Linked DNA regions of Sus scrofa: region 2 is linked to region 1. A link is a contact called in public HiChIP or PLAC-seq data. All regions are on one chromosome and are shown on one strand. Each heading gives the region's core, a stretch centred on a gene start, on an enhancer-like site or on the middle of the called end of the contact. The rest is flanking DNA. Distances are from core to core; before and after follow the strand shown. Region 1 overlaps CSRP1 (cysteine and glycine-rich protein 1). Region 2 overlaps NAV1 (neuron navigator 1).

Evidence for each region. HiChIP or PLAC-seq counts read pairs in DNA pulled down with a chosen protein or histone mark.
Region 2: an H3K27ac HiChIP or PLAC-seq map of skeletal muscle shows a contact between it and region 1. The contact joins two enhancer-like sites. A contact is called at or near these places in 1 of 5 promoter capture datasets (fetal skeletal muscle) and 1 of 2 datasets of contacts at active chromatin or transcription factors (skeletal muscle).

The regions. Positions count from the first base shown.
Region 1 is chr10:23,849,724-23,855,494 of Sscrofa11.1, reverse strand. It overlaps CSRP1 (cysteine and glycine-rich protein 1), which reads left to right. Exons shown (of 6, transcript XM_003357676.4): 2 at 1,451-1,563. The coding sequence starts at 1,452. Among named protein-coding and RNA genes, the nearest start is that of CSRP1, 11 kb to the left of the region's middle. Within about 2 kb of position 2,639, at least 39 of the 83 cell types and tissues checked have an H3K27ac peak or open chromatin away from gene starts, as enhancers often do. A contact at or near this core is called in fetal skeletal muscle and skeletal muscle, where this site is marked.
Region 2 is chr10:24,079,927-24,085,697 of Sscrofa11.1, reverse strand. It overlaps NAV1 (neuron navigator 1), which reads right to left. Exons shown (of 31, transcript XM_021064517.1): 13 at 4,135-4,187; 14 at 3,329-3,406; 15 at 992-1,075; 16 at 688-799. Among named protein-coding and RNA genes, the nearest start is that of IPO9, 27 kb to the left of the region's middle. Within about 2 kb of position 2,742, at least 19 of the 83 cell types and tissues checked have an H3K27ac peak or open chromatin away from gene starts, as enhancers often do. A contact at or near this core is called in fetal skeletal muscle and skeletal muscle, where this site is marked.

The DNA of each region.
Region 1 (5,771 bases), core at 1,390-3,889:
ACCTGTGTGAACACCTGTAGACAGGTGCACACAGGTCTTGGGCTGGATCCTCTTCTTGAGCCCATGTCCACGGTCGGGAGGAGGAAATTCCCCCCACGCTTGTGGCTCTTCTGGCTGGAAAAGAGCTGAGTTGACCTGAGTCAGAGGAACAGGAGAAAATTCAAAGTTCAAGGGCACGTGTCCATGGGACAGGCTGTATGGCCAGTACAGGAGGGCTTGGGGTGTGGGGAAGCGGGGGGCAAGGGCTGTGGCTGCAGGAGATGCCCACACCCCAGGGCACAAGTCTTGGAAATGCTGGACACTAGGACAGGCTCCAGAGCCCACCCTCCTGGGGTCAGGGTTGTGCCGGCAGCTAGAGAGTCAGGGGGTTGCAGATGGCAGCTCTGATGCTACCCCTAGCCTGGGAACTTCCATATGCTGCAGGTGCAGCTGTAAAAAGGAAAATAAATTCACGTTCTTGAACTTCATCCTTGTAGGTCATGATTCACTGGGTCTGGGTGATGCTGGCAAATCTGACTTTGCAAAAGCACCCCATGCCCCCTCATTGTAACGGACCTTAAAGCTTGAGAACTGTGCCCTGTGTGCCTGCCTTCCGCTTTATAACATGCTTTGGTGAGCTCTGTGTTATATCCAGAAGAGTGTATAAAACCGCCGTATGTAGTTTAAAGACTAGTTAGAAAGGGAACCCCGCATGGTGCCCATACCTTGCCGGTGCCCTGGCAGCCCCCACACTTTTTCTCTCTCCGAGGTGACGGATCTAAGACAATGGTTGGTGGTTATCGTTCCCTTGCTTTTCTTTATGACATTTCTGCCCATGTGTTCATCCCTTGACATAATAAATTCTGGGAATTCCCATCGTGGCTCCGCAGTTAAACCCAACTAGTGTCCATGAGGGTGTGGGTTCGATCCCTGGCCTCGCTCAGTGGGTTAAGGATCTGGCATTGCTGTGAGCTGTGGTGTAGGTCACAGATGCGGCTCTGACCTGGCGTTGCTGTGGCTGTGTTATAGACCATCGGCTACAGCTCTTGATTTGACCCCTAGCCTGGGAGCCTCCATATGCCGCAGGTGTGGCCCTAAAAAGACAAAAGCAAAAAATAAATGAAATGTTGGCTGCTTGTGGACCCGACACAAATACTTTTCGTTTTAGGAGTTCTAGCTTCTCTGCTTCTTTTGCCCCACGTTCATCTTTGCGAGATGCGTGCGTGTGGATGCGAGTGCCGCTGAGGCCTGAATCTTATAGGTCTTTCGCATCCTTTATGTGTGTGCCTGGCGCTGGGCTCCACCGCAGTTGCTCCGTGAACGTCGTGGTTGGAGGAGGTGGTGCCCCCAGCTCTGCCCCCGCCCACCCCCCAGCGGTCTCCTCCGCCTGTGTCCCTGGCGCTCCGTTTCTGGGTGGTCTGTGCATCTGTCTCCCTGCAATATTCATTGTCATCTCTGTGTCCGGTTTCAGAATGCCGAACTGGGGAGGAGGCAAGAGGTGTGGGGTGTGCCAGAAGACGGTGTACTTTGCCGAAGAGGTTCAGTGCGAAGGCAGCAGCTTCCACAAATCCTGCTTCCTGTGCAGTGAGTAGTCCCCGCCCCGCCCCGCCCTGCCCCGGCTGTTGTCATGGGGACCAGACGGGCCTGTCAACACCCCCTGAGAACTGGCCCTGTGGGATATAAACAGCTTGACATTTGGCTGAAGTGCAGCTGGGTAGGAAAACACTTAAGGACCTCTTTGTTCCCTCAGAAGCTTATTTTCTAACAGGGTGATCTGGCCCGAGCTGGTGGGCGGGGATGGACGCGCAGGGCCAAGCCCTGAAAACGCCGGGAGGAAAACTTTCCACTCACTTTCTCTGCTCTCTCTGCCACAGTCCCATCACTGAAGAGGAAGACGCTTGTAGTTCAGAGTTTCAGCTTCTTATCCCATGTTTAAATCGCAGTAGGGGCGTTCCCATCGTGGTGCAGTGGAAACGAATCTGACTAGGAACCATGAGATTGTGGGTTCGATCCCTGGCCTTGCTCAGTGGATTAAGGATCTGGCCCTGCTGTGAGCTGTGGTGTAGGTCGCAGACGCGGCCCAGATCCTGCATGGCTGTGGCTGTGGTGTAGGCTGGCAGCTGTAGCTCTGATTCGACCCCTAGCGTGGGAACCTCCATATGCCGCAGGTGCGGCCCTAAAAAGCCAAAAAATAAAAATAAATAAATAAATAAATAAAATAAATCTCAGCAGGAATCACAGATGCAGAGGACAAAGTAGTGGTTACCTGTGGGGAGCGGGGAGGGAAAGGGGGGGTGGGGGAGGGGATTAAGGAGTACACAGGACCACCTATAAATATGTAAATCAGCCACCAAGACATACTGTCCAGCACAGAGAATAGAGCCAGTATTGTATAATAATTATAAGTGAAGTGTAACCTTTAAAAATAGCGAATTGTACACCTGAGCTTGTATAATATTGTACTTCCGCTATTTAAAATTTTTTTAAAAAAATTTTAGGCAGCAGAGGCAGGGGCCTCACGGGGAAGCCGAGTCCCTGACCCTCGGTCCCTCCATCCCTCCTCCCTGCGGCCAGCCATCTGCTTTCTCACTTCCCAGGTGAGAGGATGGTGAGCGGGAAAATCTCTGCCAGCATCCTGACAACCCAGGGCGTGACCTGCTCCAGTCACAGTCTGGATCCCAGGCACCAGGCAGCCCAGGAACGCAGAGGCGGAAAGGCTGCGCTGGCTGCTGCCTGGCCTGCGCGGGTGTTCAGGGCACCCAGGAAGTGCTGGCCAGAGGGGCCCCCCCCTAGATTCCTGAATGATGGGGTCACTGGGACAGAGCCCGGGTCTGGCTGTGTTTTCCTGGAGCCAGCAGAGTCGGGGGCAGGGAATGTGTTTAGCCCCAGGCTTTAGAACCAGTGGGTCAGGGTTTGAATGTGAGTCTGTTTTTATCTGTGTGATGATGGGCAATTTTCTAGTGTTATAGGGAGATAACAACGCCCACCACACAGGGACAGGGGCGTGAGAATTAACCTGAGAGGGGTTCGGACAGCAGACCAAGTGCTCAGAGCAGCTGCGAGTGCTCAGTAACATAGCCCCTCCACACACACACACACACACACACACACACACACACACACACACACACGGCGCCGACAGATGCATAGCTAGTTGGCGTGGCTCAGGGGACACTCACAGGGGCTGACAGCTGGCCCATCGGGGGCCTGGGAATCGGCCCATCCACCCTGCTTCACATGCGCAGCGTTGGGAGAGCCCGGCTGTGCTGTTTCCAGGAGATCGTGCTCCAGAGCAGGATCCGGGCAGCGGGGCCACCTGCTCTGGGATGTTTGCCAGATCTACCTGCTGCTGGGTGACCACTGGGAGCCACCGCCCAGCGCCAGCAGCCAGGGCCCACAACCTGCTGTCCACCCCGGAGACAGACCAAGGGCCGCGTCTGCTGCGCGGGTGGTCAGTGAGCTTTGGTGGAGCCTTTGGCGTCCGGCCCGCAGCAGAGGCTGAGCAGCAGCGTCATGTAGTCAGCAGTTCACCACACTCAGGAATTATCAAGCTGTTTATTTTTCCAGGGAGAATAAAGGGCTTGGCACTGGCTGGGGAGAGGCCCAGACTGGCTGCTGGCCCTAAGGACCCCTCTGTGCTCTCCAGCGTTGCTTTGATCAGGGACTGGAAGGGGCCAGCTGGGCCTGGAGGCCTGCAGCCCCACTTGTGTGCAGGGAAAGCACGGGAAGGAATAGCAGGCCTGGGACCGTGGGGTGGCGGGGTGTGGATGATCAGAAACAGTTATAGAAGATGAGATGGGGCTGTAGGACAGTGTCCTGCTTCTCGGGGTCCCCGTGGCTTCTGGGCACCAGGCCTAGACCATGTCAGGGTCTGAGCATCTAGAAACCTGGGGACCCCCAGGGCCCAGCACAGCCTTGGACATGCAGATTTGTTTATGTGTAGAGGGAGGTGGCTTCTCTCAGTGAAGTGGGTTTGGCGTCCAGCTGGAGTTCGGAGTCCCCCTGAGTTTGGACCTTCCGTCCTAAGGAGGAGAAAGGCCAGTAGGGTTGGGCCGGGGTGCCTTTAGGGACCTTAGCTCCCTGCTGGCCAGGCCCGGGTGAGTCCCCAAGAGAAGGTCTGCTGACCACTCTGGTGCTTGGCTCTGGGTCCTGCTCAGCTTGGCACCCGTGTCCCTTCTCTGGGGCCCTGGTTGCCCAGGATGCTGCTGCCATAGACAGTGGGGGAGCAGTCCCTGCCCTGGGCTCACCCAAGAAGGGCCAGCCGGTCCCCATCAGCACGCAGGAGGGCTCAGCTCTTGGGGACCTGCCCTGAGGCCACGTGCCGTCTTGGAGCTGCAACAGCTGTCCTGGGGCAGCTCAGCCCTGTGGGAAACAGAGCTGGTCTGGCCTCACCCCAGGGGGTGGCTGCTGGACGGGGGCTGTTCCCAAGAGCCCCGGAGACCCCCCACCAGCATCCTGTCACCTTCCTGGTCTCATGATTGTCTCACCTGAAAGGGGTGCCTGGCTGGCAGAAAAGAACCTGGCTGGAGGTCAGGCTGGGCTCTGGCCAGTTCTGTGAGCTGGGGCCTTTGTTGATGGGCCTTGGTTTTTCTTCCAGAAGCAGCGAATCGCTCTCTGTCTTGGGGTGGATTGAGGGGGCACTGGCCTCCCCTGGGGCCCCTCTTTTCTGTGCTTCTGGAGTGCATGTTCCCCACAAACGCACATCGCTAATCTATCACCTTGTTTTTTTTTTGGACTTTGCTTAGCGTGATTTGGTAGAAACTTGCCTAAGCCTTCATTCAATGGTTCATTTTTTTTTCTTTTTGTCTTTTCTAGGGCCGTACCTGTGGCATATGGAGGTTCCCAGGCTAGGGGTCCAATTGGAGCTGCAGCCGCCGGCCTACACCACAGCCATAGCAACAAAGGATCCGAGCCGTGTCTGCGACCTACACCACAGCTCACGGCAACACTGGATCCTCAACCCACTGAGCGAGGCCAGGGATTGAACCCACAACGTCATGGTTCCTAGTTGGATTCGTTAACCACTGAGCCACTAAGGGAACTCCTAGGCCTTCATTCAAAATTCCTCTTCCTGGAGGAGCCTCCAGGTACCCAGACTGCAGGCTGGACGGAGGTGGAGGTGGAGGCCAGGCAGGGGGTCCAGGGTGGGCCACTGAGGAGCAAGGCAGAGCAGAAGCCACAGAGAGGTCTCTGCGTCCGCTCAGGCAGCGAGGCAGGCAGCATCTGGACGTGTCCGCGATAGACTCTCCTCTGGGCTGAGCTCCTGGCTTCCTGCAGGAGGGGTCAGTGCAAGGAGCCCTCAGTCGTCCCGCCCCCGAGCCCTGGCCACTCTGTCTCACTTTGTGTTTCTCCTCTGGTCTTGGAATTTCCAGTTCAACTTGGGTCTCGCGGGAAGCAATTCCAGGTCATCTCCCGACTTCCCACCCTAGAAGGGAATGTTGGAGCCTCAGCCTGCTGTTCCCACTCCCTCCACCCAGGAGCCAAGCCCTGGGGAGGCAATGGGAAGGTCCATATTTGGGCCATGGGGTGCTGCAAAGAGGTGGGGCTCTCGGGGGCAGGACCAGAGGGTCCTTATTTAGTCTGAAGTCTCCAGCCTGGGCCCCCGGGGGAGACAGCTGACTTTTAAAGGCAAGGGCCTGGCAGATTGCACAGAGCCGAGCTGAGCACTTCCTCCTGGGGGTTCTCCAGCAGTCCACCTTCAAGAGGATGTGTTTGAGGACGTGGTCCGGGGGGGGACACATGGAATCCCATATAGGGACTAAACTAGCGTTACAGGCCGAGACCTAAAAGGA
Region 2 (5,771 bases), core at 1,493-3,992, 230 kb before region 1:
CTTATGCCCTGTGACATGTCGTTGCCTGGCTATGGCAGTTTATCCATCCGTTCACCTACTGAAGGACATCCGGGCTGCTTCTGAGCTTTGACGACTGTGAACAAAGCTGCTCTAAACATCCACGTCCAGGAGTTCCTGTCGTGGCTCAGTGGTTCACACATCCGACTAGGAACCATGAGGTTGCGGGTTCGAGCCCTGGCCTCGCTCAGCGGGTTAAGGATCCGACGTTGCCGTGAGCTGTGGTGTAGGTCGCAGACGCAGCTGGGATCCCACATTGCTGTGGCTGTGGCAAAGGCCAGCGGCTACAGCTCTGATTAGAACCCTAACCTGGGAACCTCCATAGGCCGAGGGAGTGGCCCTAGAAAAGACAAAAAGCCAAAAAAAAAAAATCCATGTCTAGGTTTTTACGGGGATGTGACATTTCCGCTCCTTTGGGCAAACACCCGGGAGCATGACTGCTGGGTCGTCTGCAGGGTACCTTGAGTTTGTAAGAGTCAAGTGCCATTTTAACGACTGTCTTGGACGGCTCTTGGGCTATGGCTTTGGTGGGGGTGAGTTCTGGCCGCTCCTCCTTGACCATGAAAGGACCCTCGCCTCCTAGAAATCTGATGTGGGACTGGCGCCCTGGGCACCGAGCAAAGCCTGCAATAACACCCCTTCCCCTGGGCCTGTGGCCAGAGGGCCTACCTTTGGGCGTGGCTTCTGAGGCGTTGAGAGCTCCCTGAATGACGGCCTGGGCCTCTGAGTTCTTCTTCTTCAGAAAGTCTATGGTTTCTCGTAGGTCCAGCAGCTCAGTGTCCTGAGAGGGAAACCAAGGTGCCTCGCTGTCTGGGGTTGGGAGCATCCCCTCCAAGCCCAGCAAGGGCTGGGCCCTGGGGCCCCCTGGGTCTGATAGAGAAGGGTGGGGAAGCGGCCAGCTGGGCAGATGGAGGACTCAGGGCGACAGAAGGGGAGGGAGCCTGGCCTGTCCCCCCTCTGCCCTGGCTCTCACCTTCTCCTCGGCCGTCTCTGCCAGGTGCCGTAGGCGTGACGTCATGTTCACCAGGCTCTGCTCAAAAGCTGCCACTAGGTTGGCCTGAAACAAAGGCCCATGGAGGTTCCCCAGCTGCCCTAGTCTGGGGAAGGACAGAGCTGGCATCCTGGGTCTCAGAGCTGACCAAGGACAGCCAGCCTCTTAGTGGCTTCGGAACACGAATTTCCCTTTCTGGCCTGAAGGGAATTCCTGGGGCTCAGCTTCTCCAACAGTGAGGTGGCCTAGACTGCATCAGGGCGGGGCAGGTCTTTGGAGGCTCTGGAGACCTGGCCCCATGGCTGGCAGGGGGTGGGATGGCCCCTCTGCTCCGAGGGAAGGCCATCCCCCCTGGGGCTGTGGCTGTTACCTGTGGGCTGGCCTCAGGGCTCCATCACCCCACCCCCATGGAAAGGGTGTGGCATATCGCCCCCCTTGCACCCAGGGACCTCGGTTCTCAATCGTATTGTGTTTTGAAGCTCCTTCCCTGACCATTTCCTGGGGCTCCTTTTGGGGGGCTGGAGCAGCTGTGGGTGCGGGGGGGGGGGGGGGCGGAGGATTCAGAGCAATTCTGCAGTCTGGACACTAGGTGGCGGGCCTGCCTCGAGAGCCGCCCCAGGGACCTGGGGGAGGTAGGGGAAGGTGGGCTGGAGCTCCATCCAGCTCTATCGGCTTGGGACCAGAGAGGCAGATGCGTGCTCAGAAGGAGGAACAGCCATCAGTGAGGGCACCAAGCAGACGGTGACCCAGCAAGTGAGGGACACTGTGACCCCACTGCTTCCCGTCCCCAGAGGTTCTGCCTCCCTGTGGCCAACTCCAGTTTCCAACCACCACCCTGGGGACACAGCTTGAGGGAGGCGTCTCTGGTCCAGGGAGTCCGTGCCTTCTTGGCCTCAGGTCACCCCCTTCTTGAGGGCTTTTCCGTGCTGGCCTCCTGCCGAGTGGGCTCCCCCTCCTCTGGGGGTGCTGCCACCACCACCCCCAGCCCCAGAGGGGCCTGGATGACCTCAGGGCTTGGCCGAGGTGCTGGAAGGAGGCTGGCATCTGGGGTAGGGGTTGGAAGGTGCCCCAGGGCGGACAGCTGGGGAGTCCGGGGAACAGGGCACAAGGTCTGCAGTCAAGGATCCTGAGAACAAGTGGGGGTCCTTGCGCTGCAGCCCCGGCTTGGAGGCAGGGCTCTGACCCTCAGTCAAAGCCTGCATCCAAAATCCAGGCCAGCGGGTCTGCGGGTTCAGCCTGTTCTCTTCCTGTCCTAAGAGAGTCACCCTTGAACCCATCCTCTGGGCTCCCGCCCAGTCTCACCAGCAGGAGGCTGAGTGCAAATGAGTCGGGGGGGGGGCCTCTGCCCCCCTCACTCCGCCTCCCAATTTCCCAGCCTTGGGGGTGGGGCACAGGGAGAGAAAAGATGTATCTTGACTCGATTACAATTCTTATAGGTCCCCAATCGTAGTTTTAAGGACTTGGGGTGAACTTCATACAAGCTGATAAGTGTACAAATGAGAGTTTGGGGGAAAGAGAAGAACCACTGTGGTGAGGAAACTGCTGCTGAAATACAGTGGAAATGCTACCTGAGTCTGGGCTGGGGACCAGGCCTGACAGCTGGGCCCCCCAGGGAGGAAGGGGAGAGAAGAAAGCCAGAAAGGCCTGCGGAAGCTGCAGACATGGTTACTTTGTGCAAACACTTGGAGAGCCAGCGCCAGCAGATCCGGCTCAGCTGTTGTTTACAGCTTTGGGGGAAAAGGGCTCCTATGTCCTGTTTGCCGCCTCGTCGGGGAGGCAGCTTCATGTCTCCCCATCCCGTGGGGCGGAGAGGCCACCAAGAAGAAACTCCTTCTCAGTGAAGACAGCCACAAAGCATGCTGGCCCCCACTTGAAGTGAGGGCCAAGGGGCCGGGGAGGTGGGGCCGGGCCCCTACGCCCCGTCACAGGGGCCAGACGGGGCTCCAACACCCAGCTCTGTGCCTGTGCCTGTCCGGACACGTGGGTATGACAAAGGCACGAATGTACCCCTGGGCAGAGGCAGAGGGTTCTGGGGATGGATAATACTAACCCATAACTAATTCTGTCACCTCCACCCAGAACCACTGAGAACCCAGACGCTCAAAGGCCACTGGACGTGACTTCACCCACACCTGTGAATTAGGGTGGGGGTAAAAATGGTGCTTCCTAAACATCGGGGCTCCGGGGAAGACGCGCCAATCCCCAAATCCTCTGTTCCCCTGGGATCAAAGCCCACAGGACGCCGAAGCAGCCGGTTCTCCTCTGGCTGAACGTCCCTAATTTGGGGCCCAACCAGCTGCCCTGCTTTTGGGCACTCACGTTGGCCGAAAGCTGGGACGTCAAGGTGGCCACTTTTTCCTGGGACGATTCCAGTTCCCTCCGCAGCTTCCGGATTTGCTGTGAAAGGAAGGGGATACGAACTGACGGTGGCGGAAGAAGTGTAAGCTCTGGAAGGCGACGGGGGCGGTGATGGCGACAAGCAGAGACAACAGCTGGCTCCCTACCTCGGACTGCATCCTCTCCTCAGCCTGAAGCAGGGAGCACAGAGGGGGAGAGAGGCGGTTACCGTGGAGAAGGCAGCGCACAGAGCTCAAGGGAGGGGGCCTGGGGCACGCCAAGCGGCTGAGACCTGCATCCGGGCCCTGGATCCTCCTCACAGGTGGGCTCGGACCCCAGACCGCGGTTTAACAAAGCCCTCCCTGGAGCTTGTCGCTGCCAAGAAGGCTGGCAGATGAAACCGGCTGATCTGAAGCTCATCCTTATGGCCATCAACTTGAAGGCGTAGGTGTTAGGGCCAGAACGGACCTCAGGATCAACCATCCCTCACGGCCCAGGCCACCAGGAGCACTGGGAGGGTTCCCCACACTGCTGGGCTCTGGAGTCCTGGAGAGACCCCCCCCCTCATGTCACCTGGCTGGGGACGCTGCCCTCTGGCTGGCACCGAACAGCCCTACAAGGACTGTTCTCCGCTTTCGAAGGAGGGGCTCAGAAGGCACCAGACTTGCTCAGGAAGTGGTGGGGAGGCCACTGAGGTCCAGAAGGGCCCACCACGTGCTCTAAGCTCCAGGAGCCCCCACCCCCAGGAGGGTCCCGGGTGCAGTGTGGGGATGGAGGGGCTTGCTTACTGAGGAGTAGGTAGAGGAGGCGCTGGAGGCCAAGGACAGCACTGAGCCGTGAACTGCAAGAGAAGCAGAACACGAAGGGTTAACAGAGGGCTAGGGGTCCAGGAAGAGCCCTAAGGACGGGACTGGGGTTCTGATTCTGCAGAGAGCGAGCACGAACAGGGGGCCCAGCTGCGCATGTGCACGCGCGCAGTCCAGCAGAGCCAGCCTCCTCCAGCCGGCTTTCTCCGCTCTCCCTTGCTCCGGGGGGGGGGGGGGGCGCACAAGGGTTAAGGGGGAGGGGAAGGACATGCTCCTGGTCAGGCGTCACTTCCTCCCCCCTCAGGAAAGCACTTCTGTTGCGGAAGAGGCAGCTTTTCCTCAGAGCTGCTCAGAACAGAGCCTCGGTCCTGCCTCCTCTTTGCAGTGGGGACCACACAGACGAAAAAGCTCCCAAATGCAAAACACGCCTTCTGATTCTCCAGGCATCAGAACAGCAGCCCCACAGAGAGGACCAGAGCCCGTGTGCCAGGCAAACCCTCATGAGCGATGAGCGTCCCACAGTCACGCACGTCTAACCCCCAGAAAGCCGGGCTCAGCTCTGGCACCAACACCCAGCAGGCCAACCTCAAGCTGGTCTTCAGAACATTGTTTTTTTTTCTTGGCTGTGCCCCTGGCATGCAGAAGTTCCCAGGCCAGGGATGGAACCTGAGCCACAGCAGTGACAACGCCAGATCCTCAACCACTAGGCCACCAGGGGACGCCATAGACATTTTTTTTTTCTTTTTAAGGCCGCACCTGTGGCACATGGAATTTTCCGGGCTAGGAGTTGAATAGGAACTGCAGCTGTCAGCCTACACCACAGCCACAGCAACGTGGGATCCTGAACCCACTGAGCAAAGCCAGGGATTGAACCTACATCCTCGCAGACACTATGTCAGGTTCTTAACCAGCTGGGCCACAAGGGGAACTCCCAGGAACCTTCTTGAAAGAGGAATGAGATGCCTAATTCTTTTAAGGGTTTAAGAGCCACCTCTGCATCCCTGTCCTCTGAAGCTGGGAGGATGAGGGCTGTGGCTTCAGAGCGCCATCTAGCCCTCCATGCTGTTCCCCCTCTGCCCCCGAGCTAGACGGAGCCACCCAAGGTTTTGGGGCCCCCAGACCCTCCAAAGGGATGGGAAGAAAGAGCTGAAATGGCCCAACTGGATGTCCTGTGAATTGTCCATGTGTGGTGACGGCAGCGGTGGGCGGGCCGGGGGACCCAGCAGAGCTGGAATGAGCGTGAACCGCGCTGGCATGAGGTCTCACCATCGTCCGTGGGGTCCCGGAAGGATCCCGACCGAATCATCCCCTTGGGTCTCTCGGCCAGGGACAGGGTGCTCCCCATTAGGGAGCCGCTGTACAGCTCGAAGGCCGCCTCGTGGGTGGGGATGCTGTTGGAGCGGGTGATTCTTGGCGTGGTGGCCGCAGTGGGACTCACTGGAAGGACAGAGCGGGGGAGGGGACGGGGGGAGAGGGCAGGAAAAGAGGCAGGGGCATCAGCGGTCGGTCCCCAGCCAGGAACAGAGGCGATGGGGGGGGCGGGGGAGGGGCAGTGGGTCTGAGCGTCTCCCCTGGGAGCGCAAGCCCTGCTGGAAGGCCCAGCTCTGGACAAAGGGCCA